2 separate regions of the Salvelinus alpinus genome follow, and region 1 is linked to region 2. Evidence: chromatin contacts called from public Hi-C data. All regions are on one chromosome and are shown on one strand. The core of a region is the stretch at or near the end of the contact, and the rest is flanking DNA. Distances in the headings are between cores, read along the strand shown. Region 1 holds the start of LOC139581503 (AF4/FMR2 family member 2-like). Region 2 holds the start of ids (iduronate 2-sulfatase).

Region 1 (6,413 bases), core at 1,779-4,278, 480 kb before region 2:
GGTACTGGGAGGTACTGGGAGGCACTTGGAGGTACTGGGAGATACTGGGAGGCACCCAGCGCATTACGCAGAGCAGTGCTGGAATCTACCCCAGACTACCCAAACCAAACACCCAACCAGCGAGAGAGACTGAAAGGCCCTTTCCCACCACAGCTTTCTCTATAGTCATCACACATTACCAACTACACCCCAAACTGAATGACAAACCACAAATACAGATTAGTAACAGCTTACTAAAATTCCTGAACATCTAATCAAATGGCTATCCAGACTATTTGCATTGCCCCCCCCCCCCCCCCCCCTCTATTTTACACCACTACTACTCTCTGTTGTTATCATCTATACATAGTCACTTTAATAACTCTACCTACATGTACATATTACCTCAACTAACCGGTGCCACCGCACATTGACTCTGTACCGGTAGCCCCTGTATATAGTCTCGTAATTGTTATTTTACTGCTGCTCTTTAATTACTTGTTACTTTTATTTCTTGTTTCTTATTGTTACCCGTATTTTTTTTAACTGCATTGTTGGTTTAGGGCTCGTAAGTAAGCATTTCAATGTAAGGTCTACACCTGTTGTATTCGGCGCATGTGGCTAATACAATTTGATTTGATTTGATTGTATCATGCTTTATATGATGTTTAGTTGATATTGTATTATTTAGCATTTCCCTAAGGCTGTTTGTCTTTTTTTCTGGGTAGAACCCAGTACTGTGGTGAATTGGCTGTGTAGTTGAATAAGCCTTTAGTCATGATAAAGGAGATGTCTGCTGCTCTGAAAGGCAACATTCCCCATGTGAGGCAAGGTGTGCTGTGTACCTGAGCACCCTGGCATAACGACCAACACAATGAATTATCCACCCCTCCTCCTGTCCTCTGCTTTACCACTGGCCATACAGAACAGGTAATAAAGCAGACACTACGTGTTTCCATTTGTGCCATATGGGTTCCAGATGGTTCCTCCTGATACTAGCTGGCTAACAGAAGACCAAGTTGTTCTAATCGCACGCCATCCAGAAAGCCATTTGGGTCCCAGAGTGTGTCTGACCGAAACCTAGGTCCCTTTACTATTCTGGAAAATTCATATAAACTCGGGGCATATGCCATAAATCCAAATAGACTCCCAGCCTTTACATGTGAGGTGGAGAGATGTATCATGATAAGGCTTTTTATTACCTTTGGCACCACATGGTAGCCAGGCAAATCATGATACAGTCATGTAGGCTAACATGTCTCTTTTACTGTGGCCTACACTCCTGCTCCATATTACAGGACCCATGCAGTGTGCTGTTGATGGAAGCAGACAGTCCTTCTAGACATACTGCTGATGTTTCTAATGTTTCCATCACAGCTCCCTCACTACAGTATACATTAATCTACAGAGCTGTTTCCTCCACTGCCGTGCTGCCGCGCCGCCTGTCTGTTCCCCACATGGCCTATGCAGCTATAGCGCCGCCAAATAATTTATAGCAGCCCTCTTTTCATTGTTATGATTACACAGGAGATTGATTGGCTCAATAAAAATATGAAATGATATCATCTGTCTCAAACATATATCCCCATTACTGTGAACCTCTATCATTTCTAACACCTCTGTCTGCTGTGAGAATGTAGAGCCCAATAGGTCACGGTGCTGTCAACAACACCCATTTATTCAGTCAATATGGGTCATAGATACTCTAAACACAACTCATGAACTTGCCCTAGTCTATGATCAGTCAATATGGGTCATATATACTCTAAACACAACTCCTGGTCCAAGCACACCAAGACAGTCGTGAAGAGGGCATGACAAAACCTATTCCCCCTCAGGGGGAATATGGCATGGGTCCTCAGATCCTCAAAAGGTTCTACAGCTGCACCATCGAGAGCATCCTTACTGGTTGCATCACTGCTTGGTATGGCAACTGCTCGGCTTCCGACCTTCAGGCACTACAGAGGGTAGTGTGAACGGCCCAGTACATCACTGGAGACAAGCTTCCTGCCATCCAGGACCTCTATACCAGGCGGTGTCAGAAGAAGGCCCTAAAAATTGTCAAAGACTCCAGCCACCCTAGTCATAGACTGTTCTCTCTGCTACCGCACGGCAAGCGGTACCGGAGCACCAAGTCTAGGTCCAAGAGGCTTCTAAACAGCTTCTACCCCCAAGTCATAAGAAATAACCTGCCCAGGGACTGCGGTTGAAAACTAGCCGGCTGGCTAAAACCGGCACTTTTACTGAAACGTTGATTAATGTGCACTGTCCCTGTAAAAATAAAATAAACTAAAACTCCTGAACATCTAGTCAAATAGCTACCCAGACTATTTGCATTGCCCCCCCCCCCCCTCTCCACACCACTGCCACTCTCTGTTGTCATCTATGCATAGTCACTTCAATAACTCTACCAACATGTACATACTACCTAAACTAACCGGTGCCTCCGCACATTGACTCTGAACCGACACCCCCCTGTATATATTGCTATTTTTTACCGCTGCTCTTTAATTACTTGTTACTTTTATCTCTTATTCTTATCCGTATTTTTTGGTTTTTTGAAACTGCACTGTTGGTTAGGGGCTCGTCAGTAAGAATTGCACTGTAAGGTCTACTACACCTGTTGTATTCGGCGCACGTGACTAATAACATTTGATTTGATTTGAACTTGCCCTAGTCTATGATCAGTCAATAGTAATATGACCTTTGCATCTGGAAACAACTGTTGTGAATAATGCTAATGCATGGTAATGCACAATTATCCCACACTGCTTAAACATGCATATGCATCATCATTTCTAAAGGTTATAACGTTATAACTTATAATAAAATATTGTTTGTTATGATTTCCTCACAGGCCTATTAACCATTGACTCTTTTTTTTCTTCTTCATCTATAGTTGTTTTTGACAGCTGACGTTTACACTTAAAATGGGTGGGGCAAATATAATTTTTGCTAACCTCAATTTGGACTACCCGGGCTCGGAGTCGCCGCTTCTGCCTGTCTCAAGCTCCGCCTTTTGTTCACTGTGAGCGTTGGAGACCGGAGGCAGGCAGGAGGCAGTGGTGTTGTCATTGCAGTGTGTGTCAGTTCGCCAGAGAGAACACCGTACAGCATAGCTAGTTACATTTAGCAGATCCACAGAATTGATATATGTAGACTGACGCATAGGCTACGTTGAGCAGGCACCGGTTCCTTCCTGAATCAGACAACGGGGACCAACCATGGACCTATTCGAGTTTGACTTCTTTAGGGACTGGGAACTGGAGCAACAGTGGTACGTACAAGTGTTTCTTTTTATTTACATGATGTAGCTAATAACGTCTTTGTCAGAGGCTTTTTTCTGAAGACTAACCTAGCTGCGCTGCCACATCGATGCGCCCTGGCTTTTGGCGTTGGACTCCTGGAATGCTCGCATTCCTTCTCGGAACACATTAAAGTGAGAGATGAGTGTGAGGAATTATTTTAGAGCTCTGCGTATCTGCGCTTTGCCTCTATTGTCAGATTGTGCATTGTAGGACTATGTAGCGCTAGGACGTATTCGGTGCGCACACACTCACAGGGACCTATAGTGCCACCTCATGAATGGGGGAAGTTCACAGTTGCTGGTTTTGCTCTCTGTAAATATCAGCTTGAAATCGGGATGCGTAATTGTATAGTTTACACCCTAAACACGCGTTTCATAGGGGTTTTATTGAGTTCGTCAATGTAGCTACTGTGGTGAATTGCATGACAACTGAATCAATTGTCCTTGTCTGTCTTATTGTTTTAAATACCCCAGCTATTATTTGTCAAATGCTCTGCTCTAAAACACAATTTAGACTATTTGTGTAGGCTTATTGTCAGGTTTGATTTGTAATGGATTGTATCGATTCAATAGGACATATCGCTATACATTATAATGGCCTATCACGGTGGTTTATTATGACATAGTCTAAGTTTCCGCTGCTCCACATCTGGTCAGCGATGTGCAATATATTCGGTAGGCTACCTATTACAATAATTACATTTTTAACCATATGATGATAGAATTTCTAATAATTTCAATTTCTTCCCAATTTTAAGAGAATCTGTGGCATCCAAATTAATGTATGCAAACATTACTAGAGCTAGTAACTTTAATTTGGAAGCTATTGATTCCCTAAAGATTGGGATGTTCTATTCCCGGTCGGAAGTAGCACCATCACAGAGAGATAGTAGAGGGCAAATAAATGTGATAACACAAGCCATGACAGTAGGGACCAGCCTGCAGGATTTGATCCTCCCATTCTCCCCATGATTGGTAGCCTATCACTCATTTTTGTTTTCATTCTAGTCCATTCATCCCTCCTCTTAGTTTTCCTCTCCCCACTCCCTCACACAATAGTATTTGATGTGTGGCTCAATAGAAGGATTTCAACCACATAATAATTAAGTGCTGCATTAATTGTTTTATTTTTGTATAATCTTAGATGAATATACTATGCCTAGCCTACTGTGGCCGATACAACAACATACTGTGCATTTTGACTGTTCAATTACCACGCGACTACAGGGTTTACTAATCGTGGTTGTTTCCATTGCTGCTTCATTGATTTTTGAGACACCTCTTTGCTTTAGTTGTTTTCTTTTAAACTCTTTCAATTCAAATCATGCCTCTTCATCACGTCCCTTCTACCTCTGAGAGTGCTAGACTGGAATGTGTAGCTATAAACAAACAGCTCATTACAGCTTTCCATCAAAATACCATTTTTTTTGTAATGTAATGTCCCTGGTTGTTTCACGAAATTATGAGTGATTGAGCATAATTTCATGCTGCGGTAGTTGGTTTATAATGGTTGGTGGGATTTTAATTTTAAAATGTAATTGTTGGGTGTGCATTAGTTTAATCTGACCACAGTAGCACGATCTGTTAAATAACTAGATCACACTGTAGATCTACCAGCAAGAGTTACATCATTTAATAGGAGTTACCTTGGTATTAGTGCTGAGCGATTAACTGACATTTCAGTTATTTGACTTTTTTAAAACAACTATTTGAAAGACGTTTTTTCTGTGAGCTCAATGCGCACAATGCACAGTTTCGCTAGAGAAAAATCAGACCCAGCCTGAACTGTGATGTAGTAGGGAGTTTTAGTTTCCAACAGGCCAATATTCTACATAGTTTAGCGCATAAAACGTGGTAATGAACGACAATAACCATGTTTCTATCCCGTTTTTATGCGAATAAAGTCATACCATATTGAAAAAAAAGTCACGACAGCTGTGATGGAACAGGACGTTTCGGTACAATTTTGTAAATGCTGACAGATCATTTGTTTGTTTGACATGTTGGGATCTTTTTGTGTCCGTACAATTAATTCTGCGAGAAATGGTGGTACAAATGCCTTTAAGCGCAAAAATGGATTTAATAACCGTCATATCGAAGTACATTTTGAGTTACGCGATGATATGATGTGTGGTCCTTCCACTACGACAATGCAGTTAATTAGGTTACAGATCTGGCTATTCTGTTTTTTGTGTTTTGCATGTTACTGTTAAAAAAAATTAAAAACAAGTTATGATGAGCTTCACAATGTGTTGAAAGTTCACGGTGATCTTGATGCTCATTTCCAATAAATATCGAGGGTATTTTTTATGTGACAAATAAAAATATTCTCGCTCTTATCTATAATAATCTCATTGTGTAGACCAGCCTACCTGCAGAGCCTACACGCAATGTATCTGCAAACTGTTGGCTAGAGCGCATGTGCGAAGACCAGAGTAGGCACATTTGCTATTTAACTCAACCGTTTTTGTGACAAAAGCATCGGTAGAGCTGAAAATGCGATTGAAACATATAGAATTTTAGATTTTTATTCGGTACATGAAAATTTAAGCGAACAAGTACATTTTGTGTGTACTACGTCATCACGCACTGATTTTTATCTACAGAAAAGTCAATTTGGTGGAAACACAACACTTGTGGGAAAATGCACATATTTTCTTTATGCGGATTCTATTGTATTCGCATGAAAATCTGTCACCAATTGGATGGAAACCTAGCTAATGACCATAATCCATTGCACATCTACTTGTCCGGGTTGTGTTTATTTTACTTCTGCTGGAGGAGACAGAAGATTGCATGATAGTGAGGGGATGTAGTGAGCAGCTGTTACTTTGCAAGGTTTCTACCTGAAAATACATGATCTAAATGATTGTTAGTTGGTATTCAGCAGTCATAAAAGTATATCTTATTTACTTTGACGAACTACTAAAATAGTTTGTCAGACAGCATAGACAGCAGCTCTATAGAGATGAGATGACTTGGAATGAAATAATAAAGTAAATAAATATAAATATATATTTTATTAAAGTAATGTAAATAAATTATGCTTAATAAGGGGTAAGCAGTAATGGCCAGTCACTACCATCATGGGACTTTTAATAATTGTTTTGTTTCAACCCATATAATT
Region 2 (6,664 bases), core at 344-2,843:
GCAGCAGTCAAGACAAACACTGACCTTCATATTTTCATACTTGAAAGAGGGAGGATGATAAGGAGGTACAGACCAGCTGTACGGGTAATCATCCGAGTGATTAGAGGCTATGCCTTCAGCACAAAACACAGCGATATTAGTATTAAGACGACATGGGAAACAGCCTCTGGCAATTTGATAGATTCACGTCACATGACAAGAGATCTTGGTTATTTTGTGCAATAAGGGGTTTTACAACATTGAACACTGAGGAGCACACAAGATAATTGTTACAAATTTTTCAATGTAGACTTATAAGAAATCACCAACCACTAACATTTTAAGTAGGTCTAAGACAAATGGCAGGTTGGCATTTATTGGGATGAATCTTGTCCTGGCGGCAGCTCTGCTGGTTGGTCACTAGACACAAAGTCAGATTTGAAACCTAAACACACTGCTAACCTTACACCCAACTTTCAATTAGGGCCAAAACAAACATTTGTTTATGCATTTTTTACTATTATAACCAATTTTGACTTTGCGGCTGACCCATCTAGCAGAAACCACTCAGCCTTCAGGAATAGATTCATCCCAATAAAATGTCAACCTGAAAAACAAAATGTCTAGGATCCTTTTACCTGGGTGAAAAACCTTTCCAACCGACATGGTGGTGTAGCCCTTTGACTTGAAGTACTGAGGGAGAGTGGTGTAGTTCCCCGCATGCACTCTCCAGTAGGAGTTAAAGTCATATAACCGGGTTGTGTCAGGTCTACGACTTGTTAGCAAGGAGGTTCGACTTGGTCCACACACTGCTTGCTACAAATTGAATGAGAGAGACAAAATGGGACATTAATTTATATAGTTACAATCACTGGTAGAAAATGAATTACCAACTAAAGTAGGCTTGCGCTACAGCGTTAAATCACTTTGTTGTAGGACTACCTGGGCATATGCGTTGAGAAAGACGTTACTTTTAGAGGCAAGTTGATCAATGTTTGGGGACTTTACAATAGGATCCCCGTAGCATCCTAATGTTGGTCTCAAATCGTCAGCAATGATGAAGAGAACGTTGCGCCTAACTAAAGAAAGACAAATTAGTCAAGGTTACAATGGCTGCGTTCACACAGGCAGCCCAATTCTGATTCCCTCGCTACTAAAATTGGTCTTTTGACCAATCAGATCATGTATTTCGCAAAAGATCAGAATTTGGCAGCCATCATTTCCCCGCATTAAAAATCAGCTACAACGTAGCAAGCTTTGAACGAACACCATACATTGGCCAACATGACTAAAGTTGTAACAATGTTACTGATCAATAATACGTTCTCACAGACGCCTTTCAAAACTCAACATCAACAAGAAGCGATTTACTATAAATGTTTTTGAAAAGTGAGTTACCTGTTTTTGCAACAACGTCATGAGAGAACATACACAGAATCAGGACGCAAACCCATTTCTGGACAGACAGAGACATCGTGAGGCAACGCAGCTTCTCAAAGCTAAGAAAATGTTAAGCTAATGAAGCTCGTGCATGGTCTATAAGGGTATTGCATGGACATATACACACACGGGACTACTAATGACTGTGTCAAAACATTGATCGCGTCGTGTGTACTGAAATACCTTCCTGGCTGAAAGGACCTTCCCTCTCTCTATTTCCATTGGTCGTTGGAAAGTCCACGTCATGCTCTGAAACCTAGACGCCCCGCCTTTATTTATGTAGTTGACAGGTAATCCTATAATTTTCAATATGCACAAACTTATTCTATACAAATGAAATCAGTGAGTAGCTACCTTTCCATCCAATTGGCGACAGATTTGCATGCCAATATTCTAGAATCCGCATAACAAATGTTGCAAATGTTTCCACAAAATGGACTTGTTGCAGTTACAAATCAGTGAATGATGACGTAATGCACGCAATGTACTTTATCGCTTAAATTTTCATGTACCGAATAAAAATCTAAAGTTCAATGTGTTTCCATCGCATTTTCAACTCTACCGATAGTTTTGTCACAAAAACACATAGCAAATGTGTCAACAGCTCGCAGATGCAGTGCTCTTCTAGGTTCTTCATGTAGGCTCTTCTACATTAAGAGATTATTATTGATAAAGCGGATAATTTTTGTATTTGTCAAACGGCAGTCACGCATCGATGATCATGTCACCAGAATAAGACCATTGATAGGCTATTGGAAAGTAGCATCAAGCGCATCATCGTGCACTTTCACCACCCTGTGAAGTTCATCATAATTGATTTTATCTGTAGCCTAATAAACTGCATGGTTTCCCGGGTTGTAGTGGGAGGACCACACACCATATCATCACGAGACTCCAAATTTAACGTCGATATGATGGTTATTGTGTCAATTTTTGCGCGAAGGGCGTTTTCACCTCCATTTACCACATAATTAATTTGGACCATGGCTGGGAAGACAATGGGAACGGCTTTGGGCTGATGTAGGTTGATTTGTGTGCATATGTTGTTGATTGTGTGAGAATGAGGAAGCAGAATTTACCAAGGGGATTTCTGTTTAAATCTGACAGGTTTTAATAGCATCTTCCTATTCTTCTTTTCGATAGGCTATTCATTCATATTACATTGCATTTGATAATTGCTCCATGGAGCTATAAAAATAACATTTCATGATTTTGAATAGCAGTGATGCTATAATCAGTGGCTTGAATTGTATTTTAGGAAAGCATTAAAAAGTGGTTTGATTGATTTATAAATATTTTCTTTCCGTAGGATCCAGGCGAAATTCCCAGCATGGCCCAAGGAGCACCAGCTGAAAGGACCCCATTGTCTCACCCACAACTCTACTCTATAGTTTGATAGAAGCAGTGCTGGAAAAAGTACTCAGTTGTCATACTTGAGTAAAAGTAAAGATACCTTAATAGAAAGTGACTCAAGTAAAAGTCTAAAAGTATTTGGTTTTAAATATAGGCCTACTTAAGTATCAAAACTAAATGGAATTGCTCAAATGTATTTAAGTATCAAAAGTAAAAGTATAACCCATTTCAAATGTCTTATATTTAGCAAGCCACACGGCACAATTGTATTTTTAATTGACGGATAGCCAGGGGCACACTCCATCACTCAGACATAATTTACAAACGAAGCATTTGTGTTTAGTGAGTCCGCCAGATCAGAGGCAGTAGGGATCCCAGGGATGTTATCTTGATACGTGTGTGAATTTAGACAATTTTCCTGACAACATGTAAAAGGTACTTTTGGGTGTCAGGGAAAATTGTATTTTCTTTGGGAATGTAGTGAAGTAAAAGTTGGAAAAATATAAATAATAATGTACAGATACCCCCAAAAAACTACTTAAGTACTTTACACCACTGGATAGAAGTGACGAGTTGCATGTTTGTTATGTATGCAAAGGCATGCATATCATGGCAAAAATCTATTGTCTGTGTCTTTTCAGGTGGGATTTCAGCCTACAATGCCAGGGACAAAAATGTTTGCACCTATGAGATAATGGACATGGGCACCACTGGGGGTGACTATTCCAATGAGTTGTTGCCAGATCTCAATTGTTCAAAAGCCAGGGTTATTGAACAGTCTGGGGGTGACTATTCCAATGATGTTGCCAAATCCTACTTCCTACCACTTCCTAGTACTTTTCTCCCTACTGTAGCCCTTTACCACCTGTCTTTGAGTCTGCCTATGGTGAAAATATCTCCATCTCTTTCTAGCACTGCTGAGTTTTTGACTGTAATGACTGATGTGTGGTTGTTTAGTTGGACTTAGTTTAACTGCATGTTAGTCTCTTTGGATAAAATACTATGCCAAATTGCTAACATCTAAATGTAGAATACAGGTATTCTATCTAGTTTCCGAATAAAATCATAATGGAAATGGTGTGTGGTCAACTTGTATAATGCATAGATTTGTCAAATTTTCAGCCAGAATCCTTTAAGGTCTATACAAAAAACTACCACTAGAGAGCATTGCTGGCCATATATTTTCCCATCAATTCTCCTAGTTCCCCAGCACAGATTATACACAGTGTTTGTGTTTGATTTGGGCAGGAGCTCACTGGAGCTGAGTAGCTGTACCATTTTTGAATATTAGCTCAAAAGTATTGTCGAGCTCCTGCACCTATAGAAACAGTACCAGCACCCAAATTGAGTACCCGCAACTATTTCAGTCCGAAGTAAACACTGATTATCTATGGACATACAATTATTTGACCAGAAAATCCGTAAAGATTTTTTTTTTTTTATACAGATGTTATTGAGACACAAGTCATAGAAAAAGCAATAGCTAGGGACGCTAGGGGACAGTACACTTGAAAATGTAGCATCTTTGACTGATACTGTAGGCCTAAAATGTTAAATTATTGTTTGGGGTAAATTGTTTGGTTAATTTTACAGTTGATATTTATCTAAAGAAAATTCCCAGTAAGTCATCTGCTGCATACAATTTGTCGACTTTCTCGCAGACGGCATGGGCGGTACTCCAGTGCTTCTGCAGGCTAGTTGAAGACACGAGACCTCAATGGGCCAGATCTAATCATCACAAATCACCGATGTCTTCTTGACTTTGATGGATGACTGCGTACTCTGAAATATATAACTCAGTTTGTAAGTACCATTTTCTTTCAAGACGAACTTAGAGACAATTGTTTGATTGATAGGCGAAGCTTCCATATGGTTCGCTCCAGTTTTCTATTTTGCTTTGTGTTAGATTCGCAAAAAGCCTGTTGAATTTAGTTGATGGTTCTTCAACTTTACCGAAGCGTTGTTATTGAATTATACCTCATTTGAATAATCTCCTGGGACATAATTCGATGTTATCTTTAGTTTGCGACTCATTATCCTCTTAAATTGATTTTAAACAATCTTTTTTTTTTTTTTTTTTTTTACAATATCTTATTATTGCAACACAGAAGGATAATGGTGATGAGTGTTTTTGCTGTTTCAATAGGCTGTGGTCAATACAATTTAGTCCAGTTGCTTATTGCCAATAGCTATCTGGTATGATCTGTCCAGTAATAACTTTATATTCCTTATTAGAATACAAATAATAACGCCCCATCATTTAAGGGATATAAAATGCTGTTCACTATTGCCAAGTACCTCAACTCCTCCACAGAGTTGAGCGCATAGGCTACTAGAGTTTTTTTTTTAAAGTTTTTTTTAATGAACCTCTGACTGAGTCCCTTTACATGATACTTAAATGTACATTTTAAACCCTTACCATGTACCTATGTTTGACCTCTGTTGTTGCATGCCTTTGTTTGCTGAAATCCATACTTTTGAATAAAACCTTAATCAAACACAACCCCCGACTCAGCAAGAAAAATAAATGGTTCCAATCGTTTTTCCACCATTCATTTTTCCGATAGGGGATTTTAGAAACACTTAAAATAAGGTCTGTGTCTCATGTAGGCTTACCCTGGCGTGACGTTTTGATTACCATTAGTTTTTCTAACAATGATATATGGCATTATTTCTGACCATAATGGCATGAAGAAAGCCTATTGGCTTTGGCAGCTGACCCACAACGTTTTTAATAGGGGTCAGTTCTCAACCACACCCATTCGACCAGTAGGACCAACCAGATTGAGCCATGGCACTAATTCCATGTTTTCAATAGAGGATATCGCTAAGAGCACAACACTTAAAACATTTTTTTAAAAGCACAATTAGTTGATTATCACCATGCAATTAAACCCTTCAGATAAATACCTTCTCATGTGCCCTTAAGGCCCACACATGCTGTGCAGCAAATGATTTGGAATGGAAGGAATGCCTTGTGAAAACAGTAACAACTGTAGGTTAAAGGCAGACTAGAGGGCCTTTAGCAGTAAAACCCAGCAGGATCCCTTTTCATGTGGAGAGTGGGAGAGCAGAGTGGGTCGCTTCAAGGGTCAGCTCTAAAAGGTTTCCAGCACCATGAGAAGATAACCAGGCCAGACAGAGAGGAGAACTGTGTGTTGTTGCTGCTGCTGTATAGACATCCCTGTCTGTCCGTGACACATTCAGCCTCAGCCTCCCACCCAGCATAGCTAGCTCCCCAGCTCAGTTCTACAGTATGTTTTTGTTATTTACAGTTCTGCTGCATACATGGCCTTAATTAGAGTTGATTAGAGCCAGAGAGATCGCTGCTCGTTGAAGATGTGTTCCAGATGTGAGCAGGAATTCCGAGTGCTTTGTAAAGAAAAGAAACAGTACTCTGCAGGGGTTAACTAAAGAAACCTGAGTCAGAGCAAACTGTTGAGGGATTCAGGAGAACAGGGGGAAAAGGGCCTCCTGCTCAATCATGGGCAAATATTTAATTCTTCAGAATTCAACTTTATATAAGTAACTATAGTTGAAAACAGTATGTTATTTTACTCTGAATTTAAACTACAGTATCTTGGTAAACCACAAAATTGAGGACAATCACAATGCTTGATATTTGCATTTGCACTGAGAAATGATCTCTTGAACTAACTCCAATTTACATACTGTCCTTCTCACCATCGTTAGCTGCTTTACTTTCTCCGTTCTGAGCAAACGTGGGTTTCTGAGGGGGCAGTTTAAAATGGTTCAGGAAATACCACAAAAAAATCAAGGAGTAAAACTGACAGACATTGCTCTTAGTTTTAAAACAGAGGGATATATGTGTTTTTGAAATTAGTCCACATATAGTTTGTATGAATTGAGATTTCCCATGTGTGATAATCTA

The links. A called contact is a pair of places that touch in the nucleus more often than the background predicts.
Region 1: a contact with region 2 is called in a Hi-C map of muscle, with 7 times the contacts expected there. The contact joins the promoter of LOC139581503 here to the promoter of ids in region 2. A contact is called at or near these places in 2 of 3 Hi-C or Micro-C datasets (muscle and red muscle).

Annotation. Positions count from the first base shown.
Region 1 is chr7:66,969,418-66,975,830 of SLU_Salpinus.1, reverse strand. It overlaps LOC139581503 (AF4/FMR2 family member 2-like), which reads left to right and starts at 3,028. Exons shown (of 21, transcript XM_071411328.1): 1 at 3,028-3,256. The coding sequence starts at 3,204.
Region 2 is chr7:66,490,615-66,497,278 of SLU_Salpinus.1, reverse strand. It overlaps ids (iduronate 2-sulfatase), which reads right to left and starts at 1,593. Exons shown (of 9, transcript XM_071411326.1): 1 at 1,378-1,593; 2 at 922-1,058; 3 at 618-795; 4 at 25-113. The coding sequence starts at 1,453. It overlaps LOC139581500 (CRACD-like protein), which reads left to right and starts at 4,421. Exons shown (of 12, transcript XM_071411323.1): 1 at 4,421-4,575.